Regions from separate parts of the Mus musculus genome. Here all the other regions are linked to region 2. A link is a contact called in public promoter capture Hi-C data. All regions are on one chromosome and are shown on one strand. The core of a region is the stretch at or near the end of the contact, and the rest is flanking DNA. Distances in the headings are between cores, read along the strand shown. Region 1 overlaps Fstl1 (follistatin-like 1). Region 2 holds the start of Nr1i2 (nuclear receptor subfamily 1, group I, member 2). Region 3 overlaps Gpr156 (G protein-coupled receptor 156). Region 4 holds the start of B4galt4 (UDP-Gal:betaGlcNAc beta 1,4-galactosyltransferase, polypeptide 4). Region 5 holds the start of Gpr156 (G protein-coupled receptor 156).

Region 1 (2,700 bases), core at 83-2,582, 510 kb before region 2:
TGTGAGAAACAGTGGATCATGGCTGAGAATCTACCCTGTGCAGAGGTCCAGGAAAGTCTGTCAGAGGAAGTAGCCTGCGGCTGAACTTGGAAAGGGACCTACAGTGTAGCATAGGCAGAAAAGAGAGCTTCTATTTAATCCTCAAAAAGTGACAAGTAACTATTATAAGGCTCATTTTACCCATGAAGAAACCATTCAGTTACCCTGTATCAGCTACCTAACCAATGGTAGAGCCAGGATGTAAAACCCAGGGTTTGATATCCCCAAGTCAAAGCTCAGTGGTTTGTGCCCTTGGGTCTGATTTCCAGAAGCCAGACTCTGAAAACACACCAACAATGAATGTTGCCTGTAGTATGGCTCCAGCACTGTACAGTCCTAGTCACTAACTATTCAAGGCACATCAGTGCTAAATGGCTCTAGTACCTGACCTGATCCTGCAGCCTCGCCTGCTCCAGCCACATGATCTCCACTTGAATCCAGCCCCAGCTGCCTCTCTGACATGTGCGGAACTGCAGTTATTATTTGGGAATATTGCCAGCTAATGGCCAGAGACTCGGGAGATGTTTTAAGGCAGTTTCTGTGTCCTTGAAACGTATTCACAACTGTTCCATACTATGTAAGACCGAACTGCAAAATGGCTCTAAACTCCAATCTGATTGCTAAATATGGCCGTGTAGTGCACAGATGCCTGCCTGAGGGGGTCAGTTGGGCCAATCCCACCCTGCACTGCACTCATAAAGGCGTGTGCCCTGCCACAGGGCCCCCCTGCCACTCAGAAGAAAAGGCCCTTTTCCCCACCAGCTTAGATTAGCAAAGCTTCCCAAAGCTAACATTACCCCCGAGTCATAAGCCTATTGGACTGTGGCTGCCGTTTCTGTGTCTGTACATTTTAATCAACTGGTTTCATCAGAATCCTGAGGCCCCCTTCAAGAGCTAGTTCTTTTTAATGAACAAGCTAAAATAACACAACTGGAAAATCTTTTTTTTTTTTTTAAACATAGTCCTTCACCCCTACAGTGTGCATCTCTTGGATATTACTCACTTCAATTTGGGTGGGGAACTGTGAGTTCTCAGGGACTAATACGATCATCCTCAGCTCCCCATGATGGATGGATTAACGGAACTTCCCTCGGCCTATAGCAGGAGTCCAGCTCCTGGGACGAAATGTCTTAGATAGAGCCAGCCCCCAGCCTGGAGCCTGTCGGAAGTTGTGTCCTGTGTTTGCATTAGCTGAACAAAGAGCTACAGGCTTTCTCGCCTGGCTCCCCTCCTCCCTCCTTCTCTCCTGCACTGGGAGAGGCCAGCTAAAGTCTAGACAGCAGAGGCTGCTTGGCACCGCGCCTTCACAGCAGCCTGCAGGGCTCTGCAGCCCTGACTCCCTCAGCACTGCTCACTCTGGTTCCTTCCTTACTCATTTCCTGCTTTTCTCAAAGTCAGCCCTGAGTTGTCTTGGGGGGCTAGCATGTACCCACACACGTAAGAAGCAAGTGAGTGAATTATGAGCCTGCCCAGGATTCGGCTGCTTTGTGAGGTTCTGAACTGAGAAGTTACAGCTGGCCACGTGGCTGAGATTACTGTCCTAGCATCAAGCAAGCTCCCTTCATCTTGGGCCAGACAAGGTTGGGATGAATAGCCCAGTGGTACCCCAAGTGTGGACTGAGACAAACATCTAACCCCTCATCCCCCTCAAAAGAGTGGGAGAGACCCGCAATGTAAACTCTATCCCTGTAAGTCCACGCAATTTGGATCATCAAAATATTCTTACTTAGAAGTAGGATATTTGATTAAGCTCTTACGTCAGTTTCCTACCCGTGGGGAGCCATGGGAAAGAGAGGCTGGCCAAGGACCAAGAAAACAGTGTGGAGAAAGGCAAGAGGCCCCTGGGTCCCCCTCTTAGGTACTGAGTGCATCATCGAACTCCGAAGTGCGGTGCCTCAAGTGCCTTTGTGCTCTGCAATCCCAAGTCCTGATTACCCCACAGATATGAGTCATTTGGCAACTGTGCATCAGCACTGGGGTGGGGATGGGGGGGGGCTGGAATATCCCAGATCCCCCTGGGATTTAGGGAGGGATCTACAAACAACAACAGCAATGACAAAATGAAGATCAATCCAAACTCTATGATTTTCATGAGAAAACCGACTTTCTTCCGACTTTTCCTTCAGCTGTAGCATTGCAAAGGGCTTACAAAAATAGCTGTGTGGAAATGGTGTTTGGAATCATTCTCATCTCTCACCGTGTTGCCTGGCCCATGACCAGGATCTAGGAGCTCCTGAACAGGTGTTGATGAACGTCCTGCCTCCATCCCCTGTCCCTGATCTGGCAGTCGGCTGCATCAGGCACTGGTCTTTGTCTTTGTCATCAACACTGAGATCCAGTGACCTTTGTAAGCAAGCCAAGGCTAGCCTGGAGGCTTCAGCCCACTGGTGTGCTTGGTGCCATGTCCTGACTCCAAGCCCTAGTAGATAGCCAGGTAAATTGCCCTGACTTCTGGTCATGAATAGGAGCTAGCCATGCAATGTCTGTGTCCTTCCTAATAGAAGTTCTTGTACAGGTTAGAACTGGACACATGTATGTACACACATCTGCACATCTACACGCATGCACACTGGCTTAAATTTCACCCCTCAGGAACAAAGCCGTCTGCCAGTATCTTGTAGTAAGACTTTTCTCAACCACAGATTCCTACGGAAACGAATG
Region 2 (2,700 bases), core at 154-2,653:
TCAGGCAGATTGCCTGTAGACGAGTCGGCGACATCTTCTATGTAGAACCATTTGCTTCCGCTGTTATGGGGCAAAACCAGCCTCACGACTTTGTGTTTTAGTACGACTTTATTGATTAAAAAAAAAAATAGCTGATGGGCCAGATTTGGCCCATGAGCTATAACTTGGTGATCCCAGTTTAGATTACATTTATTATATAAATAAAGCATTTTTAAGCAAGTATTTTTGTGTATTCAAAAAAGTCTATTAATGAACAGGGTAAGCCAGGCTTCAGAGGCCTTACTTGGAATACTTTAGACTCTGGCCAAGTCATTAGAGACCAAGGATTCCTCTCAGTGTAGATAATTCAGCCACTTTTCATCTGTGTGGTGGTCCTTTGCCTTCCCGGCAGCAATGAAAAACAGTCATGCACGTGCAAGGGACAATGCCACACCTGAAGCACAGAGGGAAGGTTTGGTGGCCTTGAAGGCATCTCCTAAGGTAGCTCCTGGATGTGGAGGAGCCTTAAAGCCATGTCTCTAGCCTGCGCCTCGGGCTGTTGTATGGAGCAGAGATGGGACCTAGGGTACTGAACATAACGGGAATGACTCTGACAAACAGAGTCTAAAGCCGACCACTGTACACGGATATAGTGTGTACTGAGACACCGCTAATGAGAATGTGAGGCCTCGTGACCATCCTGCCGCTGTCTATGTCCCCGGGGGCTGCCAGCACTAACCTGACAAGCTCTGGGAGCCAGTGCTAATAGTTCCTGATTCTCATGGTCTTCAGCAGCGGTGTTTCCTAGGTCAGGGACTCCAACCCTGTCACAGAAGGGGCTCGGCTGCCTATCTAATGCCCGATGTCACATACACAAGGCTTCTGTTGTGATGCTTCCTGGCAACACAAGTGTAGGCCAGGTAGCAGAGCACCTTGGCTCCACAACTGTCTTCATGCTTTGTTTGACCCAGGAAGGAGAAGAGGAGAGAAAAAGGTGTCATTGTCCTCCATACTCCTTCACATTGCTGACCTCCGACCTCATTTGTATCCCCCTCAGCCTTCTGTTCAGAGGCAGAGGGCATCTGACTCTTAGAAAGAGAAAGAAGGAAAGATCATACCTGTCTGGGGGCCACTGCTTTTGTTGGATTTCCCCCTTGGGGTCCACCTTGAAGAATCAGGAACGATGGTTCTGCCCAGAGCTCAGCACACCTGCCGTGGCTACCTGGCTGCACATGGAGATCTCAGCTTAAGTCCTCAGTGTTTCCTATGAGCCAAGGTCAGGCCCCTAGGGAGAGGCTGACCATCCAAGTAGACAAAAGAGCAGTATCTATCCCCGATTCTCACCCTCAGCTAACCTTAGGCTATGTTGTCCACAGGCATAGGAACCATACTTGTTCTTGCCCACAGTACACCCCAGGTCCAATGTAGTAAGGGGCCCCAGTTGGCACTCCCAAGTCCCAAGTCCAGCACCCGAGCTAGCAATGACCAGATTACCGTATTTACTCTTGTTATATCCCCTTCCTATTTTTTTCATAGTTGTCTTCACTGTAAAACATGTAAGGGAGGGGAAGTGTGTTTTAAGTGTTTGCTCTAAGTAATTCTGGGCCAATGTTTGCCTCTCTGAGGGTGATTTTGCCTCTAGAGGTAAAGTGCCTTTGAATCTATAGCTCCTAACACTTTTTTTCCCTAAGTTAATTTCCTGGACAGAAGCAGTTTACGTGAAAGTAAGGAAAAGGCCACACACATGACACTGGCTTGTTGATATGAGAGAGAGGGAGGAAATAGCTTCGAGACAGGTATGACCTTGCAGTTCCAACCACAGGACAGAAAGCTGGCTGGGACTACCAGGAACTGTCTGAGAGTTTTCTCTTCTCTCGGACCCTTCTAGAAGCTTCCTGTCTAGTGGGCTCTGGGGTAGCAGGACATCATCGGGGTGTCCTTGGCCCTGGGGGCTTGCATATCTGGGAAGCCTGACAAGGGACACTTATTTCCACGAGTGGAAGCAGGTCTTTTTTTTTTCTGTACTGAGATGAATGGGCAGGATTCCAGAATGGGCAGGGCACCTCACCAGAAGTCCTGGGGTCACGGGTAAATTATTACAGCTTTTATCATCTCTCGGGGCTCTTCTGGCATACAAAGGTCTCTATTCACCTCTCCTATAAAAATGGCAAGTTATTTACAGCAGAAACAGGGAATCCAGGACAAATGAGGAACTTCCCAAAGGAGAGAAATGCTCTTCGGTTCCTGAGGGATTGTCTGGTCTCTCTTCCTCTGCAGATGCTGTCCTGAGCTCTAGGTGGCATAAGAAGACTGCAGGGCTGCCAGGCATCAACATTTATCTGGGTAGGGCTTTATTTGGAAGCCAGTTTAAACACCCAGTTTGTGGTAGTTACTAAGAACCCCAGACTGGAGGCCCAGAGAGGACCTGAGTCACTCCCACGCATGGCTGGAAAGGAGGAGAAACTGGAGTCCTGACCTCTGCTCAAACTTTCTTCCCCTGCAACCAGCACTAGGAGCTCCTGAACCATCCACCAGAGGCAAGCCTAGGCAGTCAGCGTCCTTGGTCAATTTTATAAAAACATAAACAAAACCATAAATTAAAAAAAAAAAAGAAAAGAAAAAGGAAAACTCAGATAGCCAACTAAATTCATGACACACTAATGGTGCAAGTTCAGGTGAAGCCAAAGGAAGGGAGCAGGGTGGTCCAAGGACCTCCAGGGC
Region 3 (2,700 bases), core at 19-2,518, 350 kb before region 2:
GAGCCTTGGTTCTAACTCTGTCTGATGATCTGATTCCTCTCCATTGCCCTCTCTGACTGCCCCCGCCCTGACCCAGTCAGTCAACACCGAGGTCTTCAGCAGTTCTCAATGGCTGAGCCCTTCTCCCTTTCAGAACTTAGCTTAGGAGTGTGTCAACATGGAGAGATGCACTTGTGATTGTTCATTTGTGAATTTCTGTGGCTAAGTGCTATCTTTGGGACTGTATGCCTGTCCCATATGGAAATCTAATATCATAATATATAGGGTTCGCGCGCTGGATATTCATGGACCAAAGGGTTTCTCAAGACTTGGTTCCCAAAGCAGTGTTTCTCAGGGTCAACTTTGAGTAAGTGATGTATCCTGTGTCTTTACCAGGGTGTGACCAGACTTTTGGCTAATTTATTGGTTTCTTCTTCCTAGCACCCTTCTCCAACCTTCCAACCCTCCAACCCTAGGTAGGAGAGCAAGAAGGTTAGAGGGGAAAGAAGGTGTTGATCTTGTTAGACTGCTTCCTGTTGATTAAGGAAGTCCTTGGGGCAAGTGTGATCTTCATCACCAGGATACCTCCAACCAGCAATCAGCTATAGCAGAAGAAGGAAGGGCAGCAGCATTTGTATACCCTCTGAAGCGTCCCCAGAATGCCAAATGTAAACTATTTTCAGCTGGCAAAATAACATCCCTGCCCGAGCATGAGACAAATCATAGTCAGCTGCTGTGGACAGTCTAAAGCAACCCCACACCTGGGATTAAAACAAAAACATAGTCCCTTAACATTTCTGTGCTTTTAAAGGGACCAAAATTCTCATGACGCCAGGGAGTCTCAATTTGGCACATACTGGGCACAGTTGGCAGTGACTGGCAGTTGTTGAAACTGTTAGGAGAGGGCCAGGCATGCTGCCAAACATCCTCTCTTCAAAAGATGGTCCAGACAACAAAGCATTATCAAGCCAAAAATAGGTCTTTGGTTTACCACTAAGATGGAGAAGACAATGTAAAAACACACGTCCTTCCAGACTACCATAGTGTAGTTTGCTCTGTGACTCCTCACATTGCTCATTGCTAGAATACTCAGTAGGAAAGTAGGGTGTGGCTAGAAAAAAAGAGAGAAAGACCCTTTCTGTTGGAATTCCAACAAAATTAGGATACGAATAGCCATGCCTTGTTTGCTTCGTAATTTAATATTCAGTCATCTGTCCAGACAGCACAAGAATTCAAATGCTGGATGGGAGACAGCGGACTCTAATTTTCTCGTGATTGCTCTGTCATGAAGCTGGTAAATAATTCAAGAATATGGTAGAGTCCAGTGACAGGGCAACACCTGGTGCTGTATTGTTTATGTCTAAGTACAGACTCCAAAGACGGCACTCAGCACCTGTCACAATTGTTCTGCTTTAACCATGGGTCTAGTGTTCAGTGACTATTGATTAGTAGCATCTAATATTTGTCCAAGTTTCACACACACACACACACACACACACTCACACACACTCACACACACACACTCACACACACACTCACACACACACACTCACACACACACACTCACACACACTCTCACACACACATACACACTCACACACACTCACACACACAGATGCTATACTAGGTGCTTTCAAAAACACAAAGCAGAAATGGCAACCTCTTACATTCCTGTGACTAACCCCAAATCTATCTTTTCTATTAAAAGATGGGTTTGTTTTCAAATGTAGGGATAAGACTCAGGCATGTCCAGTCTGTGACCCGTGGACCACATGCCCCATCCACTTCTCTCTCCTCCCCTCCCTCTCTTCTGCACATCTTGCTTTGTAGCCAGGCTGGCCAACTCCTACACGCCCACCTCGGCCTTCCAAGCACTGAGACTGCAGGTGTCTGTCTTGGCTTCTCTTCTGATCACAGTATTCATATTATGAATATTTTCTGAGCGTAATAATCTCTCCTCAGTGGGTCACTCAGCCCCTCTCCCTAGAACCCAACTAACCCATGGCAGCTCCGTGATTCTGACAATTTAAAAGCCAGTACACAGAGGGGATAGGAACTCCACTGGAAGACCAATAGAGTCAACTAACCTGGACCCCCAGGGCTCTCAGAGACTGAACTACCAACCAAAAAACATGCATGGGCTGGACTTAGGCCTCCCCACACAAATGTTGTCTATGTGCAGCTTGTTCTTCATGTGGGTCCTGAACAACTGGAACAGGGGCTATCCCAAAGCTCTGGCCTATATGTGGGATACGTTCTTCTGGCTGGGCTGCCATGTCTGGCCTCAATGGGACAGAAAGCACCTAGTCTCAAAGAGACTTGAAGTTTCCGGGTGGGGAAGATATCCAGGGGAGGGGACCACCTGCTCAGAGAAGAGGGGAGGGGGTGGGGGAAGGATTGTGGGAGAGGGTGACCGGGAGTGAGCAGGATGTAAAGTGAATAAGTAAAAATAAATGTTTAATTAAATTTAAAAACTAAATAAATATGGGGGCTGAAGAGATGGCTCACAGGTTAAGAGCACTGACTGCTCTTCCGAAGGTCCTGAGTTCAAATCCTAGCTCACAACCATCTGTAATGAGATCTGATGCCCTCTTCTCGGCTACCTGAAGACAGTTACAGTGTACTTACATATAATAAATAAATAAATCTTTTTTTAAAAAACTAAATAAATAGATAAAAACCAGTACACGTTTTGGGCAACTCAGCTGTCTGGACATGGAA
Region 4 (2,700 bases), core at 144-2,643, 450 kb after region 2:
GTGCCTGTGTGGAAGGACTGGGAGTGGTGATAACTGTGTGTAGTTTAGTGGCTATTTGTAGCAGGTAGGATAGGCCCTGATTCCTTTCCTTAGCACTAAACAGTAAGTAAATACACAAATAAATGAAAACATTTTAAAATTGTTAACTTGTATCTGTTTGAACTCCATGGGACAGAAGGGAGACCAGTCTTCTACTGAGAGATTTCAGTGTTTCTTCTGCCAGGGTATAGTAGTCTCAGCACCTCCCAGTGCTCTTCAGAGGGGTCAGCATGATGCAGGAGGCTCGGACTACAGGCTCCAAATTCCATCACAGTGGTGACACAGATAAGTGGCATCAAAATGGTCCTAGGCCTGTTTAAAGCCCAGTACCTCAGGACTGATTCAGTTTGCTCCTTTTTAGAGCAGCGCTTTTCACCCTTCCTAATGTTGCCGCCCTTTAATACAGTTCCTCATGTCGTGGTAACCACCAACCATAAAGTTATTTCCTTGTTGCTTCATAGCTGTAATTCTGCTACTGTTACGAACTATAAATATCAAATATGCAACTCCACACGGGGGTCGCGACCCACAGGCTGAGCACCCTTGCTTCACTTGCGATGGATCAGGTGATTTTCATGTAGCTTCTCAGAGAGAGCTGGCAGCATGCAGACTGTTGTGCGCCTATGAAGACCTCACCATTAGTTTTCTATCAATTTTAGCCTAATTTGATTATTATGATTATATTTGAAATATTATGATTCGCATAATATCATTTGGTCTTTAATTTGGTACAATGCATGGCTGAGCAGGCTATAACCTATCAGGACTTTAGACTTTCTTGAGGATGTGTCTAACCCTTGCCCCAGGATGGCTATAAAATCAACCCAACACAAACTGTAAACTTACTTAAACTACTATGAAGGCTGAAGTGGTTTTGTGTGTGTGTGTGTGTGTGTGTGTGTGTGTTTGTGTGCTCGATTTCAGGGTTCTCAAACATGAACTTTATAAATGACAATGTCGCCTGGTAGTGTCACGCAAAATAAACATGTAACTGTAGACTTCTGGATTCTATGATGTGGCCTGAAGCCACCCTTCATTTAATGTTGCCCAGAGAAGTCAAAAGGTTGCACATTCCTGTAAGTCCAAAGCGTCACTTTCCTGCTCTGTAAAGCACTGGGATATGATCTCTTTTCCAGGTTCCGGTGATGTCCCCGGGGATGGAATCTGAGAAGCGCCCGGAGCCTAACTAGTTATCCTCAGTACGGTTTGTGATCTAAAGACTACGGTGTGCACCCCTTTTAATTCTCAAGCTCCCGCAGCGCGTGGTGGGATTGGCCGGAGGGAGGCTGCACCAGGTCTTGAGAGAACCGGGCAGACCCGCCCCCTCGATGGCGCTGCGCGCGAGGCGGAGCCGGGGCTGCAGAGCCGCCTCCCGGCGGCGCAGGCGGTCCACGAGCGCGATCCCCGGGGCTGCTCCTCACCACCTCCCCTTCCCCGGGCGGCCTCCCGGTGGCCGCGTCCGGGGTGAGTACGCCGGGCCCGAGCTCCGCTGCTGCGCGCTCCGAGCGGCCATCGTCGGGCTGTGAGCCGGGTGGGTCCACGGGATGGTGCCGGGCGGACGCGGAGCCTGCGCGCTCAGGCCTCGGCGCTGCTGTCCTGCCGGCCGAGCGAGCGGCGGGCGAGCTGGGGGCCTGCAGAGGCCCACCTTGGCGGGGCTCCGGCTCCCGTGCCGGCGCCCCAGAGCTCAGAGCTGGGGAGATGTTGCGCGCAGCGGGGAGATGCAGGGTGCATCCGGCCGCGTCCCGCGTCCGGGTGCTTGCGTCTCCCGGCGCCTCTACCTGGAAAAGGCCCATCCTTCTCGGTCAGGGTCAGACAGCCTTTCACCTGGGGAAACAGCTCATCTGATCTGTACTTCCATGCCTGAAAGGGCCCGAGATACCTTCGGCCAAGCCAGGGGCACTCACATGGGGTTTGAAGGGCTTGAGACCCACCTGCTGTGTGTAGGTCGGGCACCTGTTCCCTCCAGGGTCTGTGGATCTGCATCACTGGATCTTCTGGTTTCCCTTAGATAAGGGCGATTGGTTAGGAGTTCGGGTGCTGAAGGGTGTGGGAGAGAAGTATCTAGAGAAGGCCTTTGCGGGGAGGTAACCTTAGGAGGGTATTAGCCAAGTCTGGTGCCTGTGGGTTGCAAAGTGTTCAGAAGTGAGCCAGGAGGCAGGAGGATGTGGGGGTGCTCCGGGCGCGGGCTGATCTCCCCAGTGGTTTGGTAATGAAAGAGCAGACAGAAGGTGGTAATTTGAGAGTTGAAAAAAGGTCTCTCGGTCTCATTTAAAAAAATTCATTAACTGGTGTGTGTGTGTGTGTGTGTGTGTGTGTGTGTGTAATGAATCTTCAGAGGATATATGAAACTCAAGGAATGTCAGATATGATTCAGTTTGAGAAAGTGAAATTCAAGATAGAGTTGAAGGCTGCCGGCCCCGCTCCCCCCCCGCCCCCCCCCCCATGCCAGAGCGTGGAGGAATGCACCTCCTGGGAAGGAAACACTGCGTTGTTGATGGTCTTTTCTTTTCTTTTCTTTTCTTTTCTTTTCTTTTCTTTTCTTTTCTTTTCTTTTCTTTTCTTTTTTCTTTTCTCTTCTCTTCTCTTCTCTTCTCTTTTCTCTTTTCTCTTTTCTTTTCTTTTCTTTTCTTTTCTTTTTTCTTAACAGTAATAATGATTTTG
Region 5 (2,872 bases), core at 311-2,810, 380 kb before region 2:
GGTTATTGTTTTCTGGGGGAGTCTGAGGTAAGAGAACAGGCAACGGAGATCAGAGGGGAAATTCTTAATGGGGAGCGACAGACTCAAGATCCAGCTTTGGACACTGAAGTGAGAGTGATGGAGAAAGACTGTGCCAGAAACGTGACTGTGCGTGCATACACGTGGAGTGCAGAGCACTGATGGTAGTTGTCTCCCTCAATTATGCTCCACAGTGATTCTGAGACAGACACTCCCACTGCACCTAAAGCTTACCAATGTAAACTGGCCGTCCAGCAAACCCCAGAAATCTGCCTGTCCCCTTCGCTGCCTCCAGCCTTGAGATTACAGGCAGAGGCTTTTGTTGGGGAACCCCAGCAGGTCCTCACGCTTCCAGAGTGATTGCTCTACCACATGAGGCATTGTTCCAACATCCCTGTCCTGGGCTTTTAAACTGAGTAACCCCAAAAGTGGAGAATCAAAGGGGGCCTCCCCAATGACAGCATCTAACTGCACAGAACAGAAACTCACATTTTGCTCAGTGTCTCACATTCAGGACAAGATGTGAGAAACACGCATTGTCCTGAATAAAACGTTTGCTTCATTTCTTTCCCCATATTTTCCTCTCCAATGAAGTATTTTCCTGTGAAAAGAAGCCTTTGGGTGAAATAGTGAGGGAGGGGTTAAAAAATTTTAAAGCCAATCCTCCTTACCATGTGTGATCTGAACCCTGAAGTCCTACTCGGTTCCCCCTCCCCTCCTGTCCCTAAAATATGTGGTCAAAATGTGGTGTTTGAAATGCAAGCCTTTAATCCCAGCCCTCCAGCGGCAGAGGCAGTCGAACTCTGTGAGTTCGAGGCCAGCCTGGTCTCCAAAGTGAATTCCAGGCCAGCCAGGGCTGTTACACAGAGAAACCTTGTCACGGGAAAACACATGCACACACACACAGACACACAGACACACACACACGCATTCCTATTATAAGCAACATTCTTGTCTTTCTAAAATAAACACAAGCTCAATGTAAAGAATCAAAAAATGCCCAAATAAAAAATGAAGAATGAGGAAAAAGAAGAGATGAGAGGGAAAGGCGGGGAGTAAGAAAAAGAAGAGGGAAGGAGAAATGCAAAAGGCCAAGGGAAAGCTAATGGATAACCTCCCCCCGTATCAAAACAAAACAAAAACAAAGCAAAACAAAACAAACAAACAAACAAACAAACAAACAAACAAAAAACCAGAAACCGGGATCTGAGACTGAGGAACCAGGCACAGGACCTGCTCCGGAGGTCTGAGCATCCTCGGGCTACAGGGCTCCTCAGACCGGCGCTGCAAGCGGCTCTTTGAGCACAGCAGCAGGAAGTCGCCCAGAGAACCGCTCAAACAGGAGTGGACGTCTTTGGAGGAGTGGAGGATGCGGGAGTAAAGGGACTCCGGAGTAGAGAGGCCTGCAGCCGAGCGCAGGGTCCGGTCGCGGCGCGGGGTGGCGCCAGAGGAGGGACGGCGGTCAGACAGAGGAGGAGGCGACCCGCAGGGCACCGCGCACACCGCACAGCCGCCACTCCGGCTGTCTACGAGGCGATGGGCGCGGTCCGCGTCCCTCCCGCCACCTTCCAAACCCGAGAGCCCACCAGAGACCGGAAGAGCACGCGCGTCCCAATCCCGGCCGCGGGCTCGGCGCATCTCTGCGGACGGGGACCCCGCAAGGTGAGCACAGTGCGCCCTTGAAGACCCCAGATTTTGTAGGACCTCCCTATGGACACAGACACCTCCAGTAAGAAATGGAGAGGGCAGGAGTCCCTTCTCCTATTCAAAACCTGAGCAGGATATTCAGAAATGATTTAAGAAGTCCAAAAAGTAGGGAAGAGCGCGTGGCCACGCATCAGGGATGGCGTTGATAATTTGGGAGGAAAAAGGGGAGGGGAGAGTGAACCCAGTGTGACTTCTCTATTTTATTGAATAAGCAACAAAGTGCTCAAAAAGGAGATCTCAGAACTATTTCCCACACTCGGGTGATTTCCAAGCGTGACCCCAAATCTACCCTGCAGGTGCAAGCTCACCCCGAGGGCAGGGTGGTGAGCTGACGTTCCCCCACCCCCTCTCTGAAGTCTGAGAAGAAAGTTTTACTACACCGCCTATGTTCTGTGTGGAGGCTTTGTTCCTGGGCACTGGAGGAGTGACCCAGGCTCCTGAGCATCCTTGGATCTGACCAGCAGCAGTTTCCAAGCGTGTTGTAGAGGCTTCCACTTAGAAAGTTGGGCATCACGTGCTACTTCCTTAATGCTTTCTGTTACCTGTTAACATTTCGAGATTAAACTGTGTAGGGAAGACGGTGTAGCCACTCTACCCATTTGTTTATTTTCTGGATGCATGAGAACTAGGTACCTCTGATAAACCTGTTTTCCCAGTGTATTCCTTAAACAAGCTGTGGAGGGAGATGCTAAGAGTGTGAATACTTCATTGAAAAAGAAGAGTTTTCAGATGGGAGTTTAAAACCACCATATTTGTTGGTGTGTTAATTAAGCAGCAAGGCCGCCAAAGAGGGTGGGGGAGAAACACCTTTTCTCCACCAATAGCTGGATTCTCCCAGGAGTTGGAACACCAGCCAGGCTTCCAAGTTTGTAGTTTTAACTGCTGCAGAAGGAACAAATGGGTGTATCCAGATAAATGAGGAGGGAATCACTTGTCTGGGGGCTGTAGACACTTTGACTCTGGGATATAAAGTGCCTTGGCAGGCTGGCTTGAGTTGGGACTCTCTCAGAAAGAGAGGGGGCTCCCTGGTCCCATTTTGTCTGTGTGATTCCCCTGCAGGACCACCACTGTATCTGGCATATTCTTTCTGCTTCTCTATCATTGCCCCCAGCTTTAGCTTCTCTCTGTTCCCTAGAGTTGGTCTGGT

Evidence for each region. Promoter capture Hi-C pulls out the DNA fragments that hold promoters and counts their contacts.
Region 1: a promoter capture Hi-C map of hematopoietic stem and progenitor cells shows a contact between it and region 2, with 2.7 times the contacts expected there. The contact joins the enhancer-like site here to the promoter of Nr1i2 in region 2. A contact is called at or near these places in 6 of 39 promoter capture datasets (erythroid cells, hematopoietic stem and progenitor cells, hippocampal neurons and 2 more).
Region 3: a contact with region 2 is called in a promoter capture Hi-C map of neural stem cells. The contact joins the enhancer-like site here to the promoter of Nr1i2 in region 2. A contact is called at or near these places in 7 of 39 promoter capture datasets (the C10 cell line, cranial neural crest, embryonic stem cells and 3 more), 1 of 115 datasets of contacts at active chromatin or transcription factors (embryonic stem cells) and 3 of 9 other capture datasets (embryonic stem cells, liver and pancreatic islet).
Region 4: a promoter capture Hi-C map of the HPC-7 cell line shows a contact between it and region 2, with 2.2 times the contacts expected there. The contact joins the promoter of B4galt4 here to the promoter of Nr1i2 in region 2. A contact is called at or near these places in 5 of 39 promoter capture datasets (the 3T3-L1 cell line, the HPC-7 cell line, HPC-7-derived erythroid cells and 2 more).
Region 5: a contact with region 2 is called in a promoter capture Hi-C map of embryonic stem cells, with 3 times the contacts expected there. The contact joins the promoter of Gpr156 here to the promoter of Nr1i2 in region 2. A contact is called at or near these places in 17 of 39 promoter capture datasets (the 3T3-L1 cell line, 3T3-L1-derived adipocytes, the C10 cell line and 7 more), 2 of 115 datasets of contacts at active chromatin or transcription factors (both in embryonic stem cells) and 2 of 9 other capture datasets (embryonic stem cells and macrophages).

What each region holds. Positions count from the first base shown.
Region 1 is chr16:37,787,284-37,789,983 of GRCm38.p6, forward strand. The region is part of intron 2 of Fstl1 (follistatin-like 1); the gene reads left to right. Among named protein-coding and RNA genes, the nearest start is that of Fstl1, 12 kb to the left of the region's middle. Within about 2 kb of position 1,333, at least 194 of the 459 cell types and tissues checked have an H3K27ac peak or open chromatin away from gene starts, as enhancers often do. A contact at or near this core is called in hematopoietic stem and progenitor cells and hippocampal neurons, where this site is marked.
Region 2 is chr16:38,293,421-38,296,120 of GRCm38.p6, forward strand. Nr1i2 (nuclear receptor subfamily 1, group I, member 2) reads right to left here and starts at 1,404. Exons shown (of 9, transcript NM_010936.3): 1 at 1,098-1,404.
Region 3 is chr16:37,944,368-37,947,067 of GRCm38.p6, forward strand. The region is part of intron 1 of Gpr156 (G protein-coupled receptor 156); the gene reads left to right. Among named protein-coding and RNA genes, the nearest start is that of Gpr156, 29 kb to the left of the region's middle. Within about 2 kb of position 1,269, at least 21 of the 459 cell types and tissues checked have an H3K27ac peak or open chromatin away from gene starts, as enhancers often do. A contact at or near this core is called in neural stem cells, where this site is marked.
Region 4 is chr16:38,740,866-38,743,565 of GRCm38.p6, forward strand. It overlaps B4galt4 (UDP-Gal:betaGlcNAc beta 1,4-galactosyltransferase, polypeptide 4), which reads left to right and starts at 1,394. Exons shown (of 7, transcript NM_019804.4): 1 at 1,394-1,503.
Region 5 is chr16:37,914,936-37,917,807 of GRCm38.p6, forward strand. It overlaps Gpr156 (G protein-coupled receptor 156), which reads left to right and starts at 1,561. Exons shown (of 10, transcript NM_153394.2): 1 at 1,561-1,680.